Regions from separate parts of the Zea mays genome. Here region 1 is linked to region 2. Evidence: chromatin contacts called from public Hi-C data. All regions are on one chromosome and are shown on one strand. The core of a region is the stretch at or near the end of the contact, and the rest is flanking DNA. Distances in the headings are between cores, read along the strand shown. Region 1 holds the start of LOC100280835 (remorin). Region 2 holds the start of LOC100273052.

The links. A called contact is a pair of places that touch in the nucleus more often than the background predicts.
Region 1: a contact with region 2 is called in a Hi-C map of ear, with 2.0 times the contacts expected there. The contact joins the promoter of LOC100280835 here to the promoter of LOC100273052 in region 2. A contact is called at or near these places in 4 of 25 Hi-C or Micro-C datasets (bundle sheath, ear, leaf mesophyll and 1 more).

The regions. Positions count from the first base shown.
Region 1 is chr10:135,442,316-135,449,769 of Zm-B73-REFERENCE-NAM-5.0, reverse strand. LOC100280835 (remorin) reads left to right here and starts at 1,912. Exons shown (of 5, transcript NM_001153755.2): 1 at 1,912-2,225; 2 at 6,310-6,372; 3 at 6,456-6,543. The coding sequence starts at 2,051.
Region 2 is chr10:135,190,289-135,196,750 of Zm-B73-REFERENCE-NAM-5.0, reverse strand. LOC100273052 reads right to left here and starts at 3,001. Exons shown (of 5, transcript NM_001360161.1): 1 at 2,913-3,001; 2 at 2,585-2,828; 3 at 2,433-2,492; 4 at 2,098-2,301; 5 at 1,385-1,992. The coding sequence starts at 2,947. The coding sequence ends at 1,612.

The DNA of each region.
Region 1 (7,454 bases), core at 663-3,162, 250 kb before region 2:
TGCAGTCGTAAGGACGCAAGAAGAGAGCTGGGGAACGAGAAGAAAAACTCCAGAAGGCACCGGGACAAAGTTGGAGAGAGGGCGTGGTTTTGAAATACTTTGCTTTCAAACACGGCTTAAATATCCACGGTTGTAAAGGATTAGCAGAGTAGAACGGCGACGACTGGATCGGTGGTGGGTTACCGACGACACACGTCGCCTTCGAGCCACGTTATTCCCCGCGATGCGACCAACGTTGCTTTGTGTTAAATAAGAAGGGAATAATTGAATAGGAAATCAGTCACTCTGTTAACTCAGCCGGAGTTCGTTTGCTGTGGCCGCACTCACCAGCAAGTCATGCAGGCATGTTTGGCTTCTTGTCAATTTTCCCTGCACATTGTTGGACAGTTGCACACAACGAGGCCTGGCCCTGGCCCCCTCTACCATAGAACGACAATGAAAAGTTGGCCAGCTATCCTATGATGGCCTGCCAACAGTACGAGTAATCAAAACAAATGCCATTAAACTAGCAGTACATTTTTGTATCCTACCTGAAAAACCGAGGACCTTCGCTGCAATCATTCGCCATGGATTGATGGATACCACCATCACAATTCACACAACACGATGAAGCATGTACACTTACTTGTCATAGGTCCTTAGACCCCTTTGTCTCCCAGTAATAAAGAACCGACGAGAGCAATGCACGGATCCACGGAGCCACTGGAGCGTCCACGAAGGAGATCCAGAGAGGGCGAGGGCCGACTGAGAGAGGAGAGGGAAATGTGGAAGACTGGAAGGGTCAAGGGAGGTTGGGCGACAGTGGGTAACGGGGACGGGGGGAGATATTTTGATGTTTGGTCGGGCCTGGAACGGGCCGTGCTCGGGCTCAGCACGGCGTGCCCCGACTCAGGCCCAAGCACGGCCCGGGTGTCGTGCCGGACCGTGCTGGGGCTCAGCACGGTGTGCCCCGACTCAGGTCCAAGCACAGCTCAGGTGTCGTACCGGGTCGGCTCGAGCCCGTCGAGTACCGTGCCGTGCCGGATACGGGTCGGGCCTAACCCGTGCCGTGCTTCGGGCTACGCGTTAGGCCCGATTCGTTTGGACATGTATAGTTTCGTCCAAACCGAAGGAGATTAAGGGGATGCTACATTGGTGTGGGGCTTTCGGTTCGCTCCCGGCGCCGGCGACCTATGGTGATTAAACGAGTAGTAGCGACCGATAAGATAGAAACAACGATTCGGCGAGGATACAGTACTACGGAAGGGACGGCCCAATGGCGAGCGGCATTTTAATATCCACGCACGATGCAAGGAACAGAAAGCATATGGTCACCGATGGTTCGTAGCGACGTCGCCGCCCACGCATTTATGCCGCCGCGCGCCGCGCTGGTACGTTCGAGCGAGCCCTGTGGTCTGGTCTCTCGACGTTTGCCCGGCTAAGCTGCGGAGCCGTCCGACGACCTGCCCGGCCGCGTGCTACTGCATATACACTGCACGTCCCCGTGGTCTGTCGTTCTGTCAACAGTGCCCACGGGACGGGCCCCCGGGCACGACGACGTTGAACGAAACGAACGTTGCTGCCTTGCTGGCGTGAAAGGCGACGCGCGTCGTGCGACGGCCACCAGAGAGTCTCCGCGCTCACGGGATCCGAGCGCCCAGCGGTGCGGGCCAGCTCGTCTCGTCTGAGCACACAGCACAGGGCGATTGCGCTGGGAGCCAATGCGCTGCGCCCGCGGGCCACGGCGGGCCCAATGCCATGATGCGCCGGCCCGGGTCGCCGTCACGTACGCGCGCATGGGTTCCTTCATCCCTTGCCGACTCCCCTGTCAGAAAAAAAAAATACGAGGCCGTGTCCTTCCTGTCAGAATTTAGAAACACATCAAACCTTCCGCTCTCTTCCCTTCCTTTGCGGGCTGCTCTCCAGTTCAGGCGTCCAGCTTCGCCCAGAGTCCAGACACGGCCAACAGTTAAACGCGCCACCGCCACCACGCTCGCACGCACGCCCCACAGGTACAGCTAGCTCCCACCCCTCAACAGCAACAGCTAAGCTTCTCCTAGCAGACAGCAACATGACCGAGGAGGAGGCCAAAAAGGTGGAGGTGGAAGTGGAGGTCACCAAGGCGGCGCCGGCGAAGGAGAACGCCGCCGAAGAGAAGGCCGTCATCCCCGCGACCGAGCCGCCGGCCGCCCAGGAGAAGCCGCCAGCGCCGGCCGACGACTCCAAGGCCCTGGCCATCGTCGAGAGTGAGTACAACTTGCTCTGCTTAATTCTCCCTCTGTGTAGTGGAAGGCTTGCGATGGAAAGGTGGTGTTGGCGTACTGGTTTCTGCTCTAAGAATTCTGAGAAGCTTTCCTCCTCCCTACTCTATGCTTTGGTTCGTCGTCTCTGCACTTCCTGGTAGCTGTACAGTGGGAGTACTAGGTAGGTACTCAGCACTTGTGATCCTTGACAGTTGGTTTGCCTTTTTCTTTTCATGGGTTTCTGGTTTGTTGTTGGCCAACTCATTTGGTCCGACTACTTTTCGCAGAAAACAAAAATTTTCTTCTTAGGAATTCAGAGCTATCTGTGTCAGTCTGTGAGCTGCAATGCAAAGCATATTGGAACCTGCGATCAAGTTCTAATTAAAGTACTCTAGTTCTATCGTTAAAAAAAATACCGGAGTAAATTTGGGACCCATCGGTTTTCAGAGTTATTTACCAGCTTGCTAAATGCTTTTCCCATTTTGTGAGAGTGGTAGCCATCCCTGCCATGGACTCTGGAGGAATTGCTTGCTTGTCAAGTTCTGCAAGGGTACAGGGGTAAAAAAGGTCTAGTGACAGTTCGGGGATCGTTGCCTCACTTCGAAACACAAATTTGATTCTAGGACGTGGCCATCGTACGTAGGTTTCTAGTTCGAGGGTTCTAAAAGTATGCTAGTAGTTGTTTGAATACTAGACATGTAGTATTTCCTTTTGCATGCAATTTATTTTTTAGTGAAGGTTCAGATTTTAATTCAGAAAACGATGGCCAGTTGGAACTATAGAAGTTCAAACGGGCGGCACGGCCCGGTCCGACCCGGGCCCGATTAAGCCCGGCCCGACTAAGCCCGACTATATATCCGTGCCGGGCCGGACCGGGCCACCCAATGGGCTCTACCCTCTGTACGAGCACGGCACCGGTAAGGCACGATCGTGCCGGACTAGCCTGGTAAGCACGGCCCATTTACACAACCGGGCTAGCCCGAGCCCGCAGACATATAAATCCCAGTTCTCGTATCACAAATCACAACTTCACAAAATCTACTGTCTACTGTCACATATAAATACAACTTCACATAATCACAACTTCACAAATCACAACTTGACATATAAATACAGTTCTCGAGAGGAGCGACCGAAGACGGAGGGCCGGTGTGCCGCCAGTCGCGAGAGGAGAGGGGAGAGCTGGAAAGCCGTCGCGCGAGTGAAAGTGAAATAGGTGAATGGACGCTAGGGTTTTCGGCTTCGGGCGGTCGGGTTGGCGGCTGGCCTTTAAATATGCTCACGCCGTAGACGGGCCGATTTCAAAGCCCGATTACCGTCATGTCGTGCCCGGGCCAGCCCAACAGGCCGAAACCGCTGCCGAGCACGGCACGCGCTTCGTGCCAGGCTGGGCCCGGCCCGTTTCCACTCGTGCCGGGCCGTGCCAGTCCCGAGTCAAAATAACGGGCTCCGTGCCGGGCTATCGGGCCGTGGGCTTTCTGGTCATCTATAGTTGGAACCTTCCCGAATTCTTCACTTCTCCCCACCTGTCCGTTCTTGCCTGCTCTTACCTTTCTTCTACCTTTATCCATCCCAGTTTCCTTTAAAATAGCAAAAAAACTAACCCAAATCTTATAATCTGCATGCATTCCGCCCGTTTTCCTATCTCAGTATAATGACCTGCAGGCGCAGCTCTCATGGCCAAGAAAACTAAATCCTAAACTCTATAGAAGGATTCGAAGTTTCATGCTAAGAGGAAAAGAATCAGACTGAAACAAAGGGCAGTTCTTCCTATTTTTTCTTCAAATCATGGAGGAGTTAGTTGGGTATTGGAACAGACAAGTTATGTTGTTTTTCTACTTTGTTATTCAATTTGTATCAGTGAGTACAAATTTCAAATGGTAGATGAATCATGATAAGGTTATGATATTTTTTAACTGGCTTCTTTAGCTCTCTCTCTCTCTCTCATATTAACATGCCCAATCACAGCTTGCAAAAGATTGGCTATTGCTTTCTGTTGCTGCTACATCTTCAAAGATGTACATCAGTTCCTTGCACACGTGGGCAAATGATGAAATCATGCGCTCTAAAGTATCCAGTTTCACTATTTCTTTTTAGAAAAGGGATTATATAATTCCAGCCGCTGCATGTAAATATGTATAAAGCTGTCCAACAAACAACGATTAAGAAAGTTACTCCCAACAGCAGCAACAAAATAAGGATACAACACAAACATAACATGCGAGTCCAAGGCAGAGACAAAATACAAGCTACTATAATGTGATCCTGCTAACAATTCCATCTATTGGAAGCGAAAATTTGCATCATGGTCATTTCAAGCAGACGACATCCTAGCTTTATTTGTGGTTCGTCTTCTCCCTTTAGCAGTATTGCTCACTCCCTCATCCAGTACGTTTCCCTGAAGACTACCTGCAAAGAAATAGGCACTTGTGCATTGTTAAAAACATCATTTCTGCATAACCAAATTGCCCAGCAAAAGGCACAAGTTCCAAACCAAATCTTGTTCCTAAGGTTCCCCTCTACCCCTTCCATCCACCTTCCAAACATATGATGTATGCTTCTAGGTGGTAAGATATTAAAGGAGACATGAACACACCACCATACACATCTAGCAATAAAAAAAGTGTTGAATGAATTCATCCAAAATACATGCAACACACTTTAAACTTCCTTTCCATTGCTTTTTTGCTAGGTTATCTTTGGTAAGAACTATGTTCTTGATAAGATACCACATAAAAACCTTAATCTTCAGTTTCACTAATGGCTACGCAGATATACAAAATAATTTCCTGCAAATTGAATTTACTTCTACTGTTTAAATGGTTAAAAATATGAACTACTAATCAACAGAACACAATTACACAATGGGTGCCAAATTTGAACTCGTATTCCAGGCAACTAGATAATCTTATCTCTTTTATCATGTTGACCTATCTTCTGTTATATGCCTATATTAATCGTACAAATCCTACTCATGCACAACCAAAGTTGTTTTGCCCGGAACTAGATAACTTTCTCGAGGGAAGAAAACTTAGCAAGATGCCAACGCCCTTGTATACAAGCGGAACACATTCTAATTAATCAACCCACAAACTATATTCTAAAAATTTGTTAAACACAGCACAAATACATAAAAGAAGATTCATCTTTTTTTTTGTCGCTAGTTTTTTTAAATTATTTTGCATTAACCATTCCGGTGACCTGGTCATGGATTTTGCCAACCATTTTGTTTTAAGGGAAAGGCAAGAGCACCGCCGCTCAATTAATATGAAGAGCAAAAGACCGACCATTGACACTCAAAAGTTTAAACTGATAAGAAAAGATAAACAATTCACTTATTATATTGTAACACCCTCCCTCAGGTCCAGGACCGAGCAACAATTATTTTATTTGAATTTTGCTAACTAGGATTCAAAATCGAGACCTCTCACTCTGTCTTTGATGCTATGTTAAGTTGCATGCATCAACTATTTTAATCCAAAAGTTTAAACTGATAGGAATAGGTGGATAATTCACTGCTATTATATTTCAAAACTATCTATACTCTCTATCGTTTTATAGTTCGTGTGGTTTAGAATAAGATTAATCCTACGCATGCAGGACCATACTAGTCAAATAAGAGAAAGGACATCTACAATCTTTCTCACTAAACAAGCTATCCAAACATCATTCACACATGATCTAGACACAAATAAGTTGTGCATGAAGTGCTTGCTCCTGCACAGATAATAGTATAGTGACATAATTACATTTTGCTCTGTGATGCTAATGGGTTGGATTGGATCAGGGGCGAAGCTAGCTTATGTGTTGAGGTTGCAAATGCACCCCAAAAAAGGAATTATATAGCTTACGTGTTGAGGTTGCAAATGCACCCCTAGAAAAAAATCTTGTGCAACCATAAAGCCAAATGCACCCTCCTCATATTATCTCTAGCTTCGCCACTGCATTGGATCATTGATCAAAATACAACCACTTGCTAGCATCTTTCTTATACATCAAATTGTTTAGCAAAATTTGTTCATGAATCTGAATTTAGTTTTTGCACAAAAGCAGACATAAATTCTCTATTTTACTGTCTTTCCAAAAGTTGCAGATAAATCTACTCCTGAGAAGCCTATCGCTGAGAAGCAAGGGGGCTCCAGTATCAGAGGTAATTATTGAATAATTGTCTTATCATCGAGATTGAGTCATGTGTACAACTATGCACATTAAAACTTGAAACATGATCTGCAGATCTCGCTCTTGCAAGGGTGGAAACGGAGAAGAGGAACTCTCTGATTAAAGCATGGGAAGATAATGAGAAGGCAAAAGCTGATAACAAGTATGTTTGTCCCCTTTTCCGATTCCCTTGAAATCATCTTCAGTGGAACCATTATTTGTTAGTTGCAGTAGATACAATTTGCAATGACTCCTTCAGTCATCTATAATTATTTCATCAAAGAAATTGTAAGTTTAGTGCATGTTCTGTCGATGATATTTCTAGCATTACAACCATGGCAGTGTGGATATAAAATTTTGCTCAATCCAAATTAAAATTAGAAAAGTCATAAAGCAAACAAGATAACATAGTATGTCAACAACAACAATAACAAAGGTCTCAAGCAAATTGGGGTAGGATAGATCCAACATAAATTATAAATCAGTAAAGTTCATACACATATATAGTTGTTTTTCATGTGCTCTTGTTAAAGGCTAAATCTTTAGATATATTTTATCCTTTCAAGCCTCATTTTACGGTCTATTCCCATATCAATTTTATCCTTCTTCTGTCTCTCTCTCTCTATTACTGTGGCGCCTTAGGATCCCACTATACACTAGTGACTGTAGAGGTCTTTGTTAGACATGTCCAAACCATCTTAACTAGTATTGGACAAACTTTTTTAGATTGGTGCTACCCCTATTTTATCACGATTATGATCGTCCTGAATTAAATCTCTTCTTGTATGACCATAAATCCAACACAACACATATATTTTTACAACACCTATTTGTTAAACATATCATCTTTTTTGTAGGCCAATATTTTGCAACGTACAATATATAAGGTCTAATCGTCGTCCTATAAAACTTGTCTTTTAGCTTTTGTACTATCCTCTTGTCGTATAGAACGTCAGAAGCTTTACAATACTTCATCTACCCTATTTTGATTCTATGGCTAACATGTTCATCAAAATCTTCATCTCTATGTAGCATTAATTCTAAATGTCACTACTCAACCTTCTGAATCAACAT
Region 2 (6,462 bases), core at 1,752-4,251:
ACAAGCGTCCACACGGGGGGAGGAGCGAGCGGCCTCACGCGAGCGCCCGTCTTGTCCTCGTTCCCGCGCGGCCGACCCTCTCTAAGAGGGCCCTGGTCCTTCCTTTTATAGGCATAAGGAAAGGATCTAGATGTACAATGGGGGGTGTAGCAGAGTGCTACGTGTCTAGCGGAGGAGAGCTAGTGCCCTAAGTACACGCCATCGTGGCGGTCGGAGAGATTTTGGCGCCCGGTTCGTGTGATGTCGTGGCCGTCGAAGGAGCGCCGGAGCCTGGTGGAGGGACAGCTGTCAGGGCCGTCGAGTCCTTGCTGACGTCCTCTTGCTTCCGTAAGGGGGCCAAGAGTCGCCATCGTCAGGGAGCGTGCGGGACGCCATCATCGCCTATCTGGCGGAGCGAGTCAGATGGGACGCCGGTCTTGTTCCCCGTAGCCTGAGTCAGCTTGGAGTAGGGTAATGATGGCGCCTCCTGTTGATGTGGCCGGTCCGCGCCCTGGGTTGGGCGATGTGGATGCTCCTCTGAGGTCGAGGTCGAGTCCGTCTTCCGTGGCCGAGGCTGAGTCCGAGCCCCCGGGTCGGGCGAGGCGGAGTTCGTCGTCTTCTGGGGCTGAGCCCGAGTCCGAGCCCTGGGTCGGGCGGAGCGGAGTTCGCCGTCTTCCGGGGCTTAGCCCGAGTCCGAGCCCTGGGTCGGACGAAGCGGAGTTCGCCGTCTTCCGGGGCTTAGCCCGAGTCCGAGCCCTGGGTCGGGCGGAGCGGAGTTCGCCGTCTTCCGGGGCTTAGCCCGAGTCCGAGCCCTGGGTCGGGCGGAGCTTCCTATGGCGTGCGGCCGGTCCTGACTGCCTGTCAGCCTCACTCTGTCAAGTGGCACCGCAGTCGGAGTGGCGCAGGCGGCGCTGTCTTTCTATCAGACTGGTTAGTGGAGCGGTGAAGTGACGGCGGTCGCTTCGGCTCTGTCAGCTGAGGGGCACGCGTCAGGATAAAGGTGTCAGGCCACCTTTACATTAAATGCTCCTGCGATTTGGTCGGGGTTGCTTCTTGGCGAAGACAGGGCCTCGGGCGAGCCGGAGATCCTTCGGGGTCGGCTGCCCTTGTCCGAGGCTAGGCCTGGGCGAGGCGTGATCGAGTCCTTCGAATGGGCTGATCCCTGACTTGATCGCACCCATCAGGCCTTTGCAGCTTTATGCTGATGGGGGTTACCAGCTGAGAATTAGGAGCCTTGAGAGTACCCCTAATTATGGTCCCCGACAAGCCTCAAAATAACTTATTTTATATCTACTTATGTAGCCACCGTTCCTCGCGTACAGTCAATCAAACAGACGCTAATCCAAAGTTAATGCCCACGGTAATTTAGGATGGAACGGTGCGGGTAACCAATCAGATAAAATATGGTCATATCTAGGGGTATTTTATTACCGAAGCTTAGTACTGACAGAACCCAACTAACTAAGAGGCAGCAGCGATCCTTTCTTTATTCGCCGTCCCAAACCAGCAAACTACGCTGCGCAGCACAGAGAGCAGAGAGGTAGTAGATAGCAGGCGCCAGGCAAGTCGGAGAGGCGGCGCACTAGCGCCGGACCGTGAAGTCCCCACCACCGCCAGCCCAGTACGGCAGCGTCACACGAACGGCGCCTCCTTGCCTAGCGCGAAGAAAGCGCCGGTGGGGCCGCCTTCCGGGAGCAGCGCCACCTTGACGACGTTGGCCGCGCCCTGCGCGGGCGTCAGCAGGCCCGTCTGCCTGGTCATGTCGGTCTTGACGTAGCCCGGGTGCGCGCAGTTGACGCGCAGCTCGGGGTGCCGCCTCGCCAGGACCCTCGAGTAGGAGTTCAGGGCGGCCTTGGCCACCTTGTACGCGGCGAACTCCGTCGGCCAGCCGCGGGACTTCAGCGCGCCGGCCTCGAAGTCCCGGAGGAACGTGCTCAGCAGCTCGTCCAGCCTCTCCTCCGTCAGGCCCTCAATGTCGTCCAGCTCATGCTTCACCTCCTCATTCCTGAGATACTGCATTCTTTGTTTCAGATCCAGCAGCAGCAGCTGCTGGCGTTGGTCGAAGGAAAGGAACGGAATCTGAAACGGTATGATCAGATACCGGAACAGCTTACTTACGCGTAGCAGCCCGAAGTCGGAGGAGACGTTGACGACCCTTCCTCCGCCGGAGGAGGAGGCCTGCAGGAGCAGGGGCAGCAGCGCCTCGGTCACGTTCTTCACCCCGTAGTAGTTCGTCTGGACGCCTGCCTTCGCGGTGTCGTTTGTCTCCCGGCAGCTCTTCCGCATCAGCTCCGCCATCTGAAACGCGTCCATGCCCTTGATCTGTTCCATTATTCCACGCGCACGGCGCACCACCATGTAAACCGTTTCATCAGAGCGTGGCTTAGGATAGGATCTGAAAAAAAAATCTGAGCATGCATGCATAATTTCGATCGGGGGACATGTGACCTCACCTTTTCGCCAACATTTTCAACGGGAAGTGACTGAACCCCACCGATAGCGGCATTGTTTACCTAGTAAGACACAGTGGCTCTCCTTCATCAGCCACAGTCACAGCCACCTACACCACCGAACCTTTCACAGATTCAAAATTAAGGGGACTCACCAGGATGTCTAGCTTCCCAAACCACGCCTTCAGGAAACCGGCCAATCTAGCAATGCTCTGGGCGTCGGTGACCTCCAGCTGATGGAAAACGACGCCGGAGAGGCCCGCGTCCGCGAGCTCCTCTACGGCGGCGGCGCCCCGCTTCTCGTCTCTGGCTGTTAGGACGACGGTGATGCCGTTGCTGGCCAGCTGCCTGCACACCTCCAGCCCGATCCCTTTGTTCCCGCCGGTGACAACGGCGACCCTACCAGAGTAGAGATCACACACGCCGGCCAACCAGTTTCAACTCGTGTACAGATTACACGCCAGAGCGTCGGATGACACGTACCTTGCGCTGTGGGGACTAGGGGTAGCGGCCGCCATGAGCCTAGCTGCCTGTGCACACCGCGCGCTGGAGCAAGGGGATGGGGACGACAGGATCACAAGAATGGGGACGACAGGTCAGGTTATTTATGTTGACCAGCGATGTGTGGTTGGTGGTTGTTAGCAGAGTACTACGTTCCATGGATATTTCACCAGCACATAGTAATGCCTTGTTGGAGAAGCAACTTTAAATTGAGGCCACTTTATACTTAACGCCACCTGTCATAGGACAAAATTTTATTTTCCTTATCTCATCTTCCTCATCTCTGTCGTCCCTATCGCCTCTCCACCGCTGAGGACTCAGAGCATGTAAAACTGGTGTCTTAAACTGTGTCTTCAGGGCATGTAAAATAGGTGTCTTAAGCTATGTCTTCGAATGTATTTAAAGAGGGTAATATAAAAAAACTCAAGACATATATCTTGACAAACACACTTTGTCTTGGTTCTATGCTCGAGATAGGAAGAATAGCTGATTGGTAATTTAATTTATTGATTACTCTGATTAATATAATAGATATAGTAAAACACAGATTTGAGACACTGATTTATACATGGGTCGCGCCTGGTCTAACGGGACACAGTCGCTTGTCCTTGTCCACCGCACCGGGCTCCTCCATCGGCCTCTGCCGGCGTCGGACTTCACTGGCTAGCACCGTGACAGAGCGCGGGTGCCGTCACCGAGAGCGAGGCGGTTCCTCCTCGCCTTCTCGTCCTCCAGCGCACGGGGATGGTGAGACCCACGGGATCGAGAGGAAACTAGACGCAGTTCGATTTTTTTTGGGAGTCTGAGACAGCTCTATCCGCTTCATGTTTATCGAAATCAGATTCAGATTTTAATTTCTTTGGCTTCCATCTCTAGTCAATAATAGATCTGTTCAACCAAATCCGTAAAAAAAGGTGGAGATTTTAAGTTAAGTGGGATGAAGATGTGAATGTGAAGTTGTGTTAGAAGAATCTCGCCACCAAACGTGCCATTGAACTTTTGTGCCCACAACCATGAATGTGCTGCCGGCATCCAATGAACGGTGGAAATAACTGAAGACGCAACGACACGGAGACTGAGCAATTACTACGGTCCAGGCCAAGGACGCACGCAATGACGTAGATCGGTAGATGACGGCAATTTTCTCCAGCGGCGACGACCATACAATCGTACTTTTACTTGAATACAGACACACAGTAGAGTTCACGAATTCTTATCTGACGTGAAGATACATTTTTACCCGAGTATGTTGTGAGTTGTGACAGATACACAATCATATTTTCACTTGCATACAAAAGAGTTCATGAATATGTACTTGACGTGAAGATCCATTCTTGTCCGAGCATGAGCCAAGACTAATTTTACCATTTCATAAAATGAAAACGAGGATTAAATACAACCACCAGGTACCTGTGTACGGCTGGCATCGCCATTGCTCGTGAGCCCATGCATAGCGGCGTCGACCGACGTCGCTGAGACAAGCGCGTGGGTCCCGCATATTCCTCACCGGCGTCGAGATGGGCCTAACCTGCCACTCCAGGCGTTCAACGACACGCGTACAAGGCCTGCATCAGCCGATCGGGAAAAATGGGCCTAACCTTGTGCCAAAAATAATGGTAAAATGACGAAACCTGCTTCTCATAAAAGCATGATTGGTTCACGCGCTCACCATCATCAGGCGCGCGCCATCATAGCCGGTGAGGAACGTCTCTCCCTGGCTTTTCCACGGATGCAGCTAGGGCTGGGCAAAAAACCCGTAACCCGAAACCCGAACCCGAACCCGAAATACCCGAAACCCGAATTTTGTTCAGGAATTTCGGGTAGCAACTTGCAAAACCCGAAATTATTTCGGGTAATTCGGGTATCACAATCGGGTACCCGAAATACCCGAATTACCCGAACTTTCATGTGTCATGTACTCATGTCATGCTTATTTATTAATTTGTACATCTATAATTATGTGTAAGTGTGCATAACTTGTGATTGTAGATTGCTTGTGTTTTATATGTCCATGTATATCATTATTCAAACTATATTTTTATACTAATTTAATAGAGTGTATGTGTTTTTATGAAGCCAACACAATAGTTCAGGTAGTTCGGGAATACCCGAACCCGAACCCGATATTTCGGGTACCCGAATTTTCGGGTATTGAAAAACCCGTTGTAATTTCGGGTATTGATTCTCAAAACCCGAAATTTTAAAAACCCGAATTACCCGACCCGAAAAATTCGGGTAACCCGAACGCCCACCCCTAGATGCAGCGAATGGATGAAAAAATATCCTACATCGCACCCGTACGTGCAGCCCAACCTATACGCGCGCGGGAAGCCAATCATGCGCTCTCGTGTGGTCAACGCACGCAGCGAGCATGACCGTGGCCATATAGGACAACCAATCACGCAGATAGTGACATAATTCCAAATTTCTCGATCGGGAAAGCCGCAACCCCCCAGTAAAATCAGCGCGCTCTCCTAGTTGGACCGGTTAGAATAGAAATATGTGCAAGGCCTATTTTTAAAATGGGCTACCTTGAAAACTAGGGAAATTGTTGCTTTATAAAATAAATATTTTAAACCCTTTATAGTACAAAATTGTATTTTACATGATTAAATACGTCCAAACAGCCAAAGAACTCGTTTGGATATAACGGGTTAGCCTGGGTCCAAACCCATTTGTCGGGGACCATGATTAGGGGTACCCTCAAGACTCCTAATTCTCAGCTGGTAACCCCCATCAGCATAAAGCTGCAAAGGCCTGATGGGTGCGACTAAGTCAGGGATCAGTCCATTCAGTGACTCGATCACGCCTCGCCCGAGCCTAGCCTCGGACAAGGGCAGCCGACCCCGGAGGATTTCCGTCTCGCCCGAGGCCCCCCTCCAACGGCGAACATATTTCCGGCTCGCCCGAGGCCCTGCCTTCGCTAAGAAGCAACCCTGACTAAATTGCCGCACCGACCGACCAAGTCGCAGGAGCATTTAATGTAAAGGTGGCCTGACACCTCTATCCTGACGCGCCCCCCCCGGCAGAGCCGAAGTGACCGCCGTCACTTCGCCGCTCCACTGACCGGCCTGACAGAAGGACAGCGCCGCCTGCGCCACTCCGACTGCGGTGCCATTTGATAGAGTGAGGCTGACAGGCAGTCAGGCCCCGCCGGAGGCACCATAGGAAGCTCCGCTTCGCCCGACCCAGGGCTCGGACTCGGGCTAAGTCCCGGAAGACGGCGAACTCCGCTCCGTCCGACCCAGGGCTCGGACTCGGGCTAAGTCCCGGAAGACGGCGAACTCCGCTCCGCCCGACCCAGGGCTCGGACTCGGGCTAAGTCCCGGAAGACGACGAACTCCGCTCCGCCCGACCCAGGGCTCGGACTCGGGCTAAGTCCCGGAAGACGGCGAACTCCGCTCCGCCCGACCCAGGGCTCGGACTCGGGCTAAGTCCCAGAAGACGACGAACTCCGCTTCGCCCGACCCCAGGGCTCGGACTCCGCCCTGGCCTCAGCCGACGACCTCCGCCTCGCCCGACCCAGGGGCTC